Regions from separate parts of the Drosophila melanogaster genome. Here region 1 is linked to region 2. A link is a contact called in public Hi-C data. All regions are on one chromosome and are shown on one strand. The core of a region is the stretch at or near the end of the contact, and the rest is flanking DNA. Distances in the headings are between cores, read along the strand shown.

Evidence for each region. A called contact is a pair of places that touch in the nucleus more often than the background predicts.
Region 1: a contact with region 2 is called in a Hi-C map of the Kc167 cell line, with 2.1 times the contacts expected there.

What each region holds. Positions count from the first base shown.
Region 1 is chr2L:17,381,941-17,386,877 of dm6, reverse strand. It overlaps Lrch (Leucine-rich-repeats and calponin homology domain protein), which reads left to right and starts at 2,763. Exons shown (of 7, transcript NM_165212.2): 1 at 2,763-3,408. The coding sequence starts at 3,096. It overlaps CLIP-190 (Cytoplasmic linker protein 190), which reads right to left and starts at 2,178. Exons shown (of 17, transcript NM_165213.5): 1 at 2,039-2,178; 2 at 1,383-1,434; 3 at 983-1,317. The coding sequence starts at 1,247.
Region 2 is chr2L:15,260,043-15,265,577 of dm6, reverse strand. yuri (yuri gagarin) reads left to right here and starts at 1,351. Exons shown (of 12, transcript NM_165106.5): 1 at 1,351-1,808; 2 at 1,914-2,246; 3 at 2,450-2,608; 4 at 2,952-3,203; 5 at 3,274-3,508; 6 at 3,566-3,666; 7 at 3,738-3,860. The coding sequence starts at 1,452. It overlaps Cul3 (Cullin 3), which reads left to right. Exons shown (of 11, transcript NM_165111.3): 11 at 1-333.

The DNA.
Region 1 (4,937 bases), core at 1,514-4,013, 2.1 Mb before region 2:
TGGGCGGCAATTTGTTTTGTTTATTTTTGAATTGTGCGTTGGTGTTTCAAAACGATTAAATAATTGAAAGAAGTGAAGCATTTGTTTACCAAACGAAACAGTTGACGCTGGGAATTATTAATGGTTTCTCTTTAGAGAAGAATTTACACTAACTACGCGAGTTCTCGCCGAAATAATTGCAAGTTCAATGTAGTGCAAAAAGTGCACTCAAATGGGGTGGGGTCAGCGTATATGTATGTATATATTTAGCAAGTGAGTGGGTCTGTCATCGTTTCCATTAGATCATTGCATTCGCTTATAGTATACAGCAATCTACATCTTGTGGGTGCACATATATATATGTAGGCGGATGCTTGACTTGCTTGAGCCAAAGATGCAAACACAAAAGTAGTCAAATCTCGGGTATTGAGGGTAGAGAGTAAGTAAACTTGATGAAATGACCCCTTTACAATGTCAAACTTAAAAGTGCATTATTTAAACTCACCATTCTTTTTGGGTTTCTGTTTTCCCATTTGAATGTGGGTACATTTTTTAATATTAACCTTCATGAGTACTTGGTGATAGTATAGTGGTGGGCTATACTATTGAAACATATTTTACTGCGATATTTTCCGGAGAGCAATTCAATTATCAGACTTCTTCCAACTGTTTTATAAGTGAAGAACTCGCGTATAAAAGTGGAAATCGGTAAAAACCCCTTTTCTTGAATTGTGAAATTAATGTTCTTTGTTAAGATGTTAATATGTATGTGACAATGCACTGACAAGATTTTCAAAGGGGCTCTGGTTGAATTCCCATTGGTGTTCAGATGTGTTTTAATTTCATCTTGCTTTAAATTCTAGCTTGTAAAATGGATGATAATTAAACCCAGGGGATAATTAAGACCTTTAACTACTTTCAAAAATACTGCTCTTAGTAACATATTTGCTTTGAGCAATAATACTAACTGGTTTGCGTTGTTGCACAATGCGATTAGACTTACCTCTTGGTGGTGGACCGGATTTGGGAGTTGTGTGATTGCAGCACGGTCTTCCGATTTTGGAAACAGAACCCGTCGATCCAAAACTAGATGGTGCCTTCATTTTGCTGGGCTGCGGGATTCCGGTACCAGAAGTAGCGGGCGTGGGAATATTGGATCTGATGGGACCCGGTAATTTGGAGGCAGTGGCTCCTGGTTCCGGGTCCGCAGTAACTGGCGATGGAAAAGGGGCACTTGTCCCGCCCGAAGCGCTCGTATCATCACTCATTTTTTACTTTATTCTTAATAATCTTCACTTATTAGGACACACGCGTATTAAAAGTAAACGATTTAAAAAACTTGGGGGAAAAACAAGTGCAAAAGAATAATTTTTGGTAAAATAAATGGAATGCTGATCACTTACCTTAACAAATATATGTATAATTCGCTTAATTTGCTTTTATTTTATATTTTTGCTACAAAAATAAATGGATTTTTTTTATTTTTAGCTAGGTTTTGAACCACTGTTCCACTTTTGTTGTTGCTTTATTTTGGCGCGCAGGCAGCTATCTCACTCGCACTTAGGCGGCTGCTTTAAAACAGCTGACTGAGAGCAGATTTCTTTTCTTCTTTTTTTCGTTGAGCTTGAAAAACAAACAAGACCGCTTTTTGTTGTTGCTCTCGTTGGCCAGAACTTCGTTATATTTTCAAAAAATGCGGAACACAAATATGTATTGAATTAATTTTATGCGACTAACAAAATCACTCAAGGGTATTCTATTTATATAAATTCGTAACTTTTTATTTATAATTTTGTGTTGGGCTGCTTGCGCTGATATTCATCAGACTTAAACAAGATTAAATTGAATCAAATTGCTTATCAATTTGTGCATTTCACACACACACACACGCACGCTGTAGCTCTGTTCTATATTTTATTGTTGCTGCTGATTTGACACAGTTATAGAAGAGGGAACCATTAGAAGAGGGTGGGAAAAGGGACGCGAAAACGCACTCTTATTGGTGTGTGTTTACCGCACACACACACAGTACTTAAATAAACTGGAGTGCTTTACATACTGTGCTGTGCGAATACGATTTAGAAATATACGCGATTGGGATTTTACAATTTTACACAAATTTTAGATTTTTTTTGCACTTAGTTGGCGTTGCGTTGGAATTTTGTTGTTGCACTGAGTTAGCGATGGTAGCACAGCTCCAGTGCAGCGCGCCAATCGATAGTTGCGGCTATATTTTCCCGAGGTATTTTTAGAGTAATGCGGTCATACAAAAACACCCTGTAGGAAATTGGCGAATATTTATTCGTGAATATAAATATGTAAAATATGAAATTATGTCACCAATAATGGAAGCGTCGCTGAGCTTATTCAGATTTGTGATCTGAGCCCACACAACTGACAAATTAACGAATTTATAATTTAGTCTAACATGGTTTTTTAATATTCAACCAGTTTATTGCCGGGTTCCAATACCAGGTTACCTGGTCATTTGTTCATTTTTTCTTTAAGTAGTTATATGAAATGTTTCGGTGTAATAACGACTCAGTAATCTAATAATGCCCTAAATTTGAAGGGGCAAATGCTAAACGGTAGATCATTCTGAATAAACAAACATTACATTACATTATAAAATGTAAGATTGTTGACATTTCGAATTGCGATAAAAATGGAGCCAGTGTATCATCGGCGCACTGTGGTATTTTATCGATAGTACTCAAAGGCACGCCGATTTTAAACTAACAGCAACGTTTCCAGCGCTGCCCAAGTAGCATCCCATAAACCGATTCAGTTGTTTTTCGATTTTCGTTGTGCACTGTCGCTCGTCTGCTGCGTGAGCTTGTGCGTGTGTGAGTGCGCGTGTGTGCGAGGAGGCAAAGAAGAGGAAGCAAGAAGGAAGCCGCAAAAGGAAAATCCAATTCCGAGAAATCTTATCAATGAGCCAAGAAGACGTACACTAAATGAAAAATAATCGAGATGCGTGCGTTTCAATAGAGCAAATTTAGTTTCCAGTTTCGGTTTCTTTCGGCACTTCACTCCGTTTCCTTATCGGTGTGATAGTTTAGCGCGTGCGTGTGTGTGTGCAAGTGTGTGGAAGTGTCGCCACGCCTACACGGGAAATGGCAGCAACGGTTTACCAACGCCTACATAGCGTCGCAGTCGGCGTCGGCAGCGCCGCTGGCAGCGCCATCGGCAGCGGGTCGGCTTCCCTTCCAGGATCTGGAACAGGATCGGGATCTGGAATAGGCCACGCTGGAAACACCTCCTCCTCCACCTCGTCTGCCCTGCTTAGTCATTCCCAGCTGACGCGCTCCCTGGAAAGAATCCTGGAAGAAGCGCACTTCAGCGGCGAACTGATCCTGACCAATCGCAAGCTGAAGGACTTTCCCAGGACTGGAACGAAGTACTCACTTACCGACACTGTCATCGCAGGTGCGTACCGCTATTGTATAGTGTATATTCGTAAGGGAGAACAAAGAAAAGGTGTTCTTCAAGCCGGTTTCGTAGCTCCGGAAAAAATTGGGTTTTCATTACTTCCTAAGTAAAGTTTAAACTGTTCTTAATAATACTTAATGTACGAAGTTAATAACATTTTATTGGAAAAAGCATACATTTTTATATTACAAAGTTAAATGGTATTAAAGTTGATTAGAAAATTGTTAGTTATAAAGTTTTCTTTTGACGTCAGAAAAAGTAAAAGTAGAGTTTACATATGTACAAGTACTGATAAAGCAATTAAATTAGTTGCTTATCGAAAATGTTTGGCGTATGTGTATACCTTTAGGGTGCGGCATTTAAGCAAAGGAGGTTTGTTGCCGGTGAGCTAACGAAGTTTTTCCATCTCCATTGCAGTGGCGAATTTTCCTTTTGTTGCTTGAAAATCAATAATTTGCAGCAGCCGTCGGAGGTTCATCCTTTTCCTCCTTTTCTGTCCTCCCATCAGCTGCTCTTTCTCTCTGCGGCTCTCCCATTCTCTCCCTTTTCGGACTGCGCTCAAGGACAATAATTACCGCCGTTATTCGCTCTTCGCCACTTTGCACTATTCGTGTTATCCTTATTTATTTTTATTTTCGCCGCAGCCGGCACGAAAATTTTGTCGAAGTTCAACCAACTTTCGTTTTTGTTAGGACCAAAAAATATGCACCAGCGGAGAAATAGTAAATGGGAAATACCCACCCAGAAAATTCACCGCCCTCTCGCAGGACCCCGCCCCCTCTCACAGCTGCTGCTACCCTCGAACAGATGTTCTCACAACGGGACATGTCTCTCATCGATTTTCACTTGTGTTTGTTGTATACACATACAGTAAACGCTCTGAAAGGCGAAAGGATACGTAGATAAGGTTAGTTGTCATTCTAATCGCTGAAAAAGCGAGATATGGCAATTTTCCATCTAACAATACTTCACAGATCGAAGATTATGTTCATTGAAACGAGACAGATTATAAACTACAAAATTATTTTAGTTTATTTCTTTTAATTACTTACACAAAGTAAATTCCAACTATGAGATGTTATTATTAATTTTAAGACTTATTATGAACGTGGAATGTCACCTTTCAGAGGACGCACTGTATTTTGATGTATTTTCGGTGGAAATGTCTGGAATAGAAGGAAACTTTTTATTTTTGGACTGCGAAGATTAATTGCCGTGGAAGAGAGATAAAAATAAATTGTGTCATAAATTGAAAACTAATTTGGTAAAAGAATAGGGAAAGAATTCAATAAAAATTCCACTTAGCCAGTGCCTTGGATGATGGATAATACCGGAATTGAAGAGCAACAAAAATAAACAAAATTCTCAGTTTGTCTACCATTAATTCAATTAAAATTACATTTTTATAAAGCAAACATAAATTGACTAATTAATGAAACTGAATTGAACAATGCACTTCGATATTGAAAAGAGTACGTAACAAATTTCGGAAGGTTTCAATTAAATTTAGGATACTAGAAGTGTTT
Region 2 (5,535 bases), core at 102-2,601:
GTGATTATGATAATCTGTACGAAAAAGTTGTTTTATCTATTAGTTGATATGTGGGAATCGATTCCAGGCATATGTAGGCAACACTTCTGTAATGGATTTGAGTTAAGTAGGACACACATAGAATTGATTTTGAAAAACAATTTAACGCCGAACCGAAAGCACGAAAACGGAAGCAAGCAAACGCGATCTAAACACTGTAAATAAATTTTGTTCTTACATAAAAGAGAAATCGATATAAATAAAACGTATAATGAGCGTTAACACAGTTGTTGTCTATCTTTTAAAAGGATTTTAAAATATTTTCAATGAAATGCTTTTATTCGCCTGTACAATAAAACGAACTTGGTAACAATTTAAATCTGCAAAAAATCTACTGTTTTCAATTGGTGCCCAACATATTGTGCTAATCGTGTAAAATTTGGGATGGGCAATAAGACTTAAGGATTGGCATAATCATTCTCTGAATCATTCGAAATTTTTTAGTTCTTAATCTTTAAAATTCATGGTTTTTGCAGCTTTTTTCCAGCTATTGTGTAACCGCGTTGAACGACCATATCGGAGTTATCAATGCGACCAAACAAACTTATCCATGGGCAAATATACACCGGATGAGTTAACAATTATACGAAATTGGCAGAACCCCGAAACCGCAACTTGGGCAAACAGCGATGACTTTCGCATATTGTGTAAGATACATACATACATATGTATATCGTGAGCCCGGCCAGAAATTCAGAATGCTAAGTTCTTGGGTAAACACACGCAGCGATCCAATTCGATTCCCCGACGCACTGATAAGCGCTGAGAGTCCGTCGAGTTTTTCAACTCTCTAGAGAGCCGCTCTTGGCCGGTGGTGGTGGGGAGCGAGTGTGTGGAGCGGAGCGCTCAGTTCGGTTTCGTTGGCGATCGCGAACGGAGCGCAGACGAAACGCGCGGTATTTGGATCGTGGCAAGAAATAAAAACAACAACATGCTGAAACCGTATACTTAATACGCGTGTGTGTAGCTCAAAAACAAGAAAAATATAAATAAACAAAACTACATTGCTACGTCAGAAGACTGCAAACAAAAGATATGAACGCAGCGCGCTGAGCTGCTCTTGACGTCGCCGCCAAGGTTCGAATCAGATATATTTTCTCTATTTTTTATTTTTTTTTCCGCCCATTTTTGTGTTGTTTTTAATAAGCTTACAACTTTACAAGTGTTTTTTGTTGTGATTTTTGTACTTTCGTGAGTGATTTGTGATTTGCGATTTGCGTGCAGTTGAAGGCGAGGAGAACTGCATTCGATCTTTCCGATCAGCAGTGCCTTGAGATTGCCGCTTTCGAAGTGAACGTTTCGATGTAGAAACCTTAAAGTCATACTCATGTCTAATTACACAAGCTATTCCCTGGCCGACTAAATCAGCTCTTAGTAAGAAGAACGTGGTAATTACATTTTGAATTGATATCATGGCCAGTCGCCAAGCCGGTTTCGTCCTAGACGCCAAGTCCATGGGTCTGAATCCGTCGAGACCTGCATCATCGCCACCGCCACCACCATCATCTGCCAGTCAAATGTGTCGGCAAGTGCAGCCAACCGGAACGAGTGCCTCGCATCCACATCAAGAATCGACGCTAAAAGCCTCATCTCCTGATCGGTGCACTGCCAGCACCGAGGCGATGTCCACCGAACATTACCGCTGTCTGATCCAGAAGCTGCGGGATACCAACGGCGATGCTGGCGATATGAGCTTTGAGCTGAACAGCATATTTCTGAAGCGGCTGGACGAGATTGACTGCCTAGATGAGCACGAGGGTGATGACATGGTGAGATTCGTTGTAAATCAAGGATGGTATCCATTGAAACTAATTCCTAGCAAAATCCCCCTTGAGATAAATTATTTTATATGACCCATTTTCATACCCTTTTAGCACACTTGCCAGTTGCGTCTGGTCACTTTTCAGGAGTGGGTGGATTTCCTGCTCCACGTGAACAGCGTGATCCTGGGCAACGTGTCGGACTTGGAGAAGGAGGCGTACAGCAAGATCGTTGCCTGCTGTCAGTCTGTCCAAGTGCGACAACAGCATACCCTCGAGGAGAATCGTAGGCTGCGTGAGGACATTTGTGCGATCATAGAACGCGTGCAGCATTCTCCTCACTGCACCGACTTTGATTTCAATGGCATTTCCCTAGAGACACTGACCGTTAATCAATTGCGGGGCGTGGGAAAGGATCCCGCCCACGCGGAATGCGAGAGCGAGAAGGTAGGCCATAGATCCTTGAAGGGAAAAGGCGGCGGTGATTCCAATGTCAAGTGGGACCCGAAGTCGTCCCACAAGCGCGAGAACTCTAAATGATTGTCTCGCTAACTAAATACGTATATTTTGTGCTGCTCTTAATAAAATTTGATATTTTGTTCATCGATATTTAATGCTTGGCTTTGATTGGCGTTTAACTTTGTTCGCAGATGTCCGAGAGCATGAAGTCCTTAGTCGGCGAGATAGCCGCCAAGCATGACGAGATCGGCGAACTGAAGTCACAGATCAATGCCTTGGACGAGGTTGTACACACGGCCAGGCAGAAGTTACTTTTGAAGGATCAGTGCATAGCACAGCTCAATCAACAGGTGAGATATCCTATTGTGGCATTACTCAACCAGAAATCTGCATATGTGCATTGTGTGCTTATGGAAGGAATTTATTCAATTCGTTGTTTTAAAAACAAAAAACAAAAACATCATCGTCGTCAGGTGACGTTACTCATTATTGAGCTCAGTTTAATTATAGATTCATTGGAATACTTTTCTTATCGCTTAATCGGCTGCTTAAGCGTACAATCGAAAACCTAATCGAGTATCTTTTTAGTGAAATACCGAATTTCTTGGTAAAATTTTCAGTGTATTCAATCAAAAAGCACATCGAAACTTTCTAACTAGCTTTTTTTTAACATTCCAAATACCGTGAAAACAGCTGCACGAGATCACCCGGTGCATTGAGTCCAGAGATCAGGCCAAAATGGAGGAATCGCCCAACGATACACTGACCGCGGACGCGATTACAAGCGATATGCTCGAGAATCTCTCGATCCACGACACCCAGGAGAGCGAAATGCTGCGGCTGCTAAACGCGGAGCTCAATGATCTTCTCGATCTGCACAACAAACAGGAGTTCCAGACCATTGAGATTCGGCGAAAACGTGTGTCCTGCTTTATCGAAAAACTGGTGAGGGATTCGACTTACATATTTCTGAGCTTTAGCATATCCTCATTAATTACACCCTTCTTAATCAAAGGTATCCGAGCGTGAGGACACTCTGAAAAAACTCGAGAGCATTCGTAGTCATCTGACAATCCTTCAGTCAGACCTCGATCAATCCTGCCTAATCTCCGTTGATCCCGAATCAGGGCCCTGTGATCTGGACGCGGATGCTCAGATGCTGGAAGCTCTACGTAGACGCCTGCTCAACCTTAGCCAACTTAATCGAGAACTGCACGGAAAGTACCAGCGCCTGGACACCGAGTCGAAAAGTGGGTATATCCGATTCTCGATACTTTTGCTATAACTATTTCCCTATTTGCAAAAAGTCAAAATTTCAGAGCTGGAGGCGAGGATTGAATCGGAAAGCAGCGTTCTTCAAAGAAATAGCGATGTTCTAAGGGAGATCGCCGAACTCATCTGCTCGTTGGTGAGTTAAGACTCTTCTCTATTCTGCAGGATTGCAGGAAATGCATATTAAAAATATGTGCATCATTTCAGGGTTCCAAGGAGTTCTCCTACAACGAAATCTACGACGAATCCTCGAAAGAAAATCCATTTTGTACGACCATTGCGGATATGTTTGCACGGAAATTCGAGCAGGAGCAAAATCAAGTGGAAATTGTGAGTATCTGACGGCTTTGATTGCATCGCAAATAACCAATAGCCGATTCCAATAACCCCGGTTGTCATATCAAATGCAGGAATGCGATACGAAAACACCTTCCCAAACAAGGAAGCCAACCAAAACCACCAAAATCCCGGGAGCCACGGCAAAAACAAACAAACAACAACCAACACCTAAACCTTCAAACAAGCCAACGACAACTAAAACTATACCAACGAAAAACACAACTACAACGTTTAGGACCTCCAAGTAACTATGTCACTTGTTGGGCCTCCTAAACAGTTAGTCTAATCTAAGCCACGTTAAGAAGTTTGTATAGTTTAGCTTAAAGTTTGTCGTTCTTAAGTTATTTATCATCGCGATTGTTCGCCACGAAAACTCAACTCCACTCAAATCTATATCTATCTATATATGGTTAAACAGAAACTAGAATCACAGATTGCTGAAATGAATAGTTTTAATGAAATGAACTAGTTTTAAATAAAGTTTCTTTCATATCCCAACCAAATTATGAGCTTGAAATACATTTCCGATTTACGTTTCAGCACATAGAACTTTCTTCTTATGTGGTAAACGACATTCGCCTTCACATATATACTCGGTACAGTATATACTCGGTAAATCCTGGCTGGATTGACAAAAGAACTACTGTTGCCATTCGAGTCCCCGATTTATTTACCCATATATATATATATATGAATATATATATATTGGGCCCAGACACAAAAGAAAGAGATCCACTTCACTCATCCCGCCGGGCAAATGTCTACATACGACAAATACAAATCGTTCGCCAATGTGTTTATTGTGGAAACTCGGCTGTATGTTCAACTGCAATTGCCCCTGAGGGGGGAGCACCTTCTGCCCTCCAGCCAGTGGAGCTGGCGAATCGGAAATAGGTTTCGTGTTATTTATTTACCCACAATCGACACGCGATTCCGGCGAGCAGTGATATGCATATTGATGAGTGCCGCCGGGATTGGGACTTCACTGACTAGGACTGCTCGTGATCCGCGTGACTGCAAGGACCACGACCATTTACATCGATCTCGATCGTATGCACTAAGTAATTCATAATACCGAACCAACTTAAATTGAGCTCAGTGCAAATACAAATATTTAGTAATTACCTAAATAAATGTTTATTTAGATATGACTAATTCCCGAGGTGTGAACAATAAACAAAGTCGTCACCCCTCACGCCATCATCTCTTTGGCGAAACTGTCGGGCGCAAAATCAAACACAACTCGGCAGGAAGCCCCAGCAGGGGAGCAGTTCGCTTCAGAATCCTGTCATCCGTCGGCGGATTTGGCCGTTTAGTCGCGTGAAGCGAATCAAGGAAGCGCCAGGAATAACGCGCCAAATCCTCGCCAGCCAATTTACGAGGCGTAATTAGTCGCCTAAGTCGCGCTCCGTCGATTTGATTATCTTTTCGGCGCGAAAAACGAAAGGAAAATCGGGCAATTAGAAAGGAGAAAGTTGGCCAAAAGTGCAAATTGTTTTCGAGTGCTTTCGCAAAGAGGGACGCGAAGTGCAGTGAAGAAAGTTGGTGCTGCGAACCGTAAATGTGCAAATGGAGCCGATGGAAAAGCGAATTGTTGGGCTCCGCTAATGGGTTTAATGACAGACAAGGAATCATAAGAATTCATTGCCCCCGTCCCAATCGATTT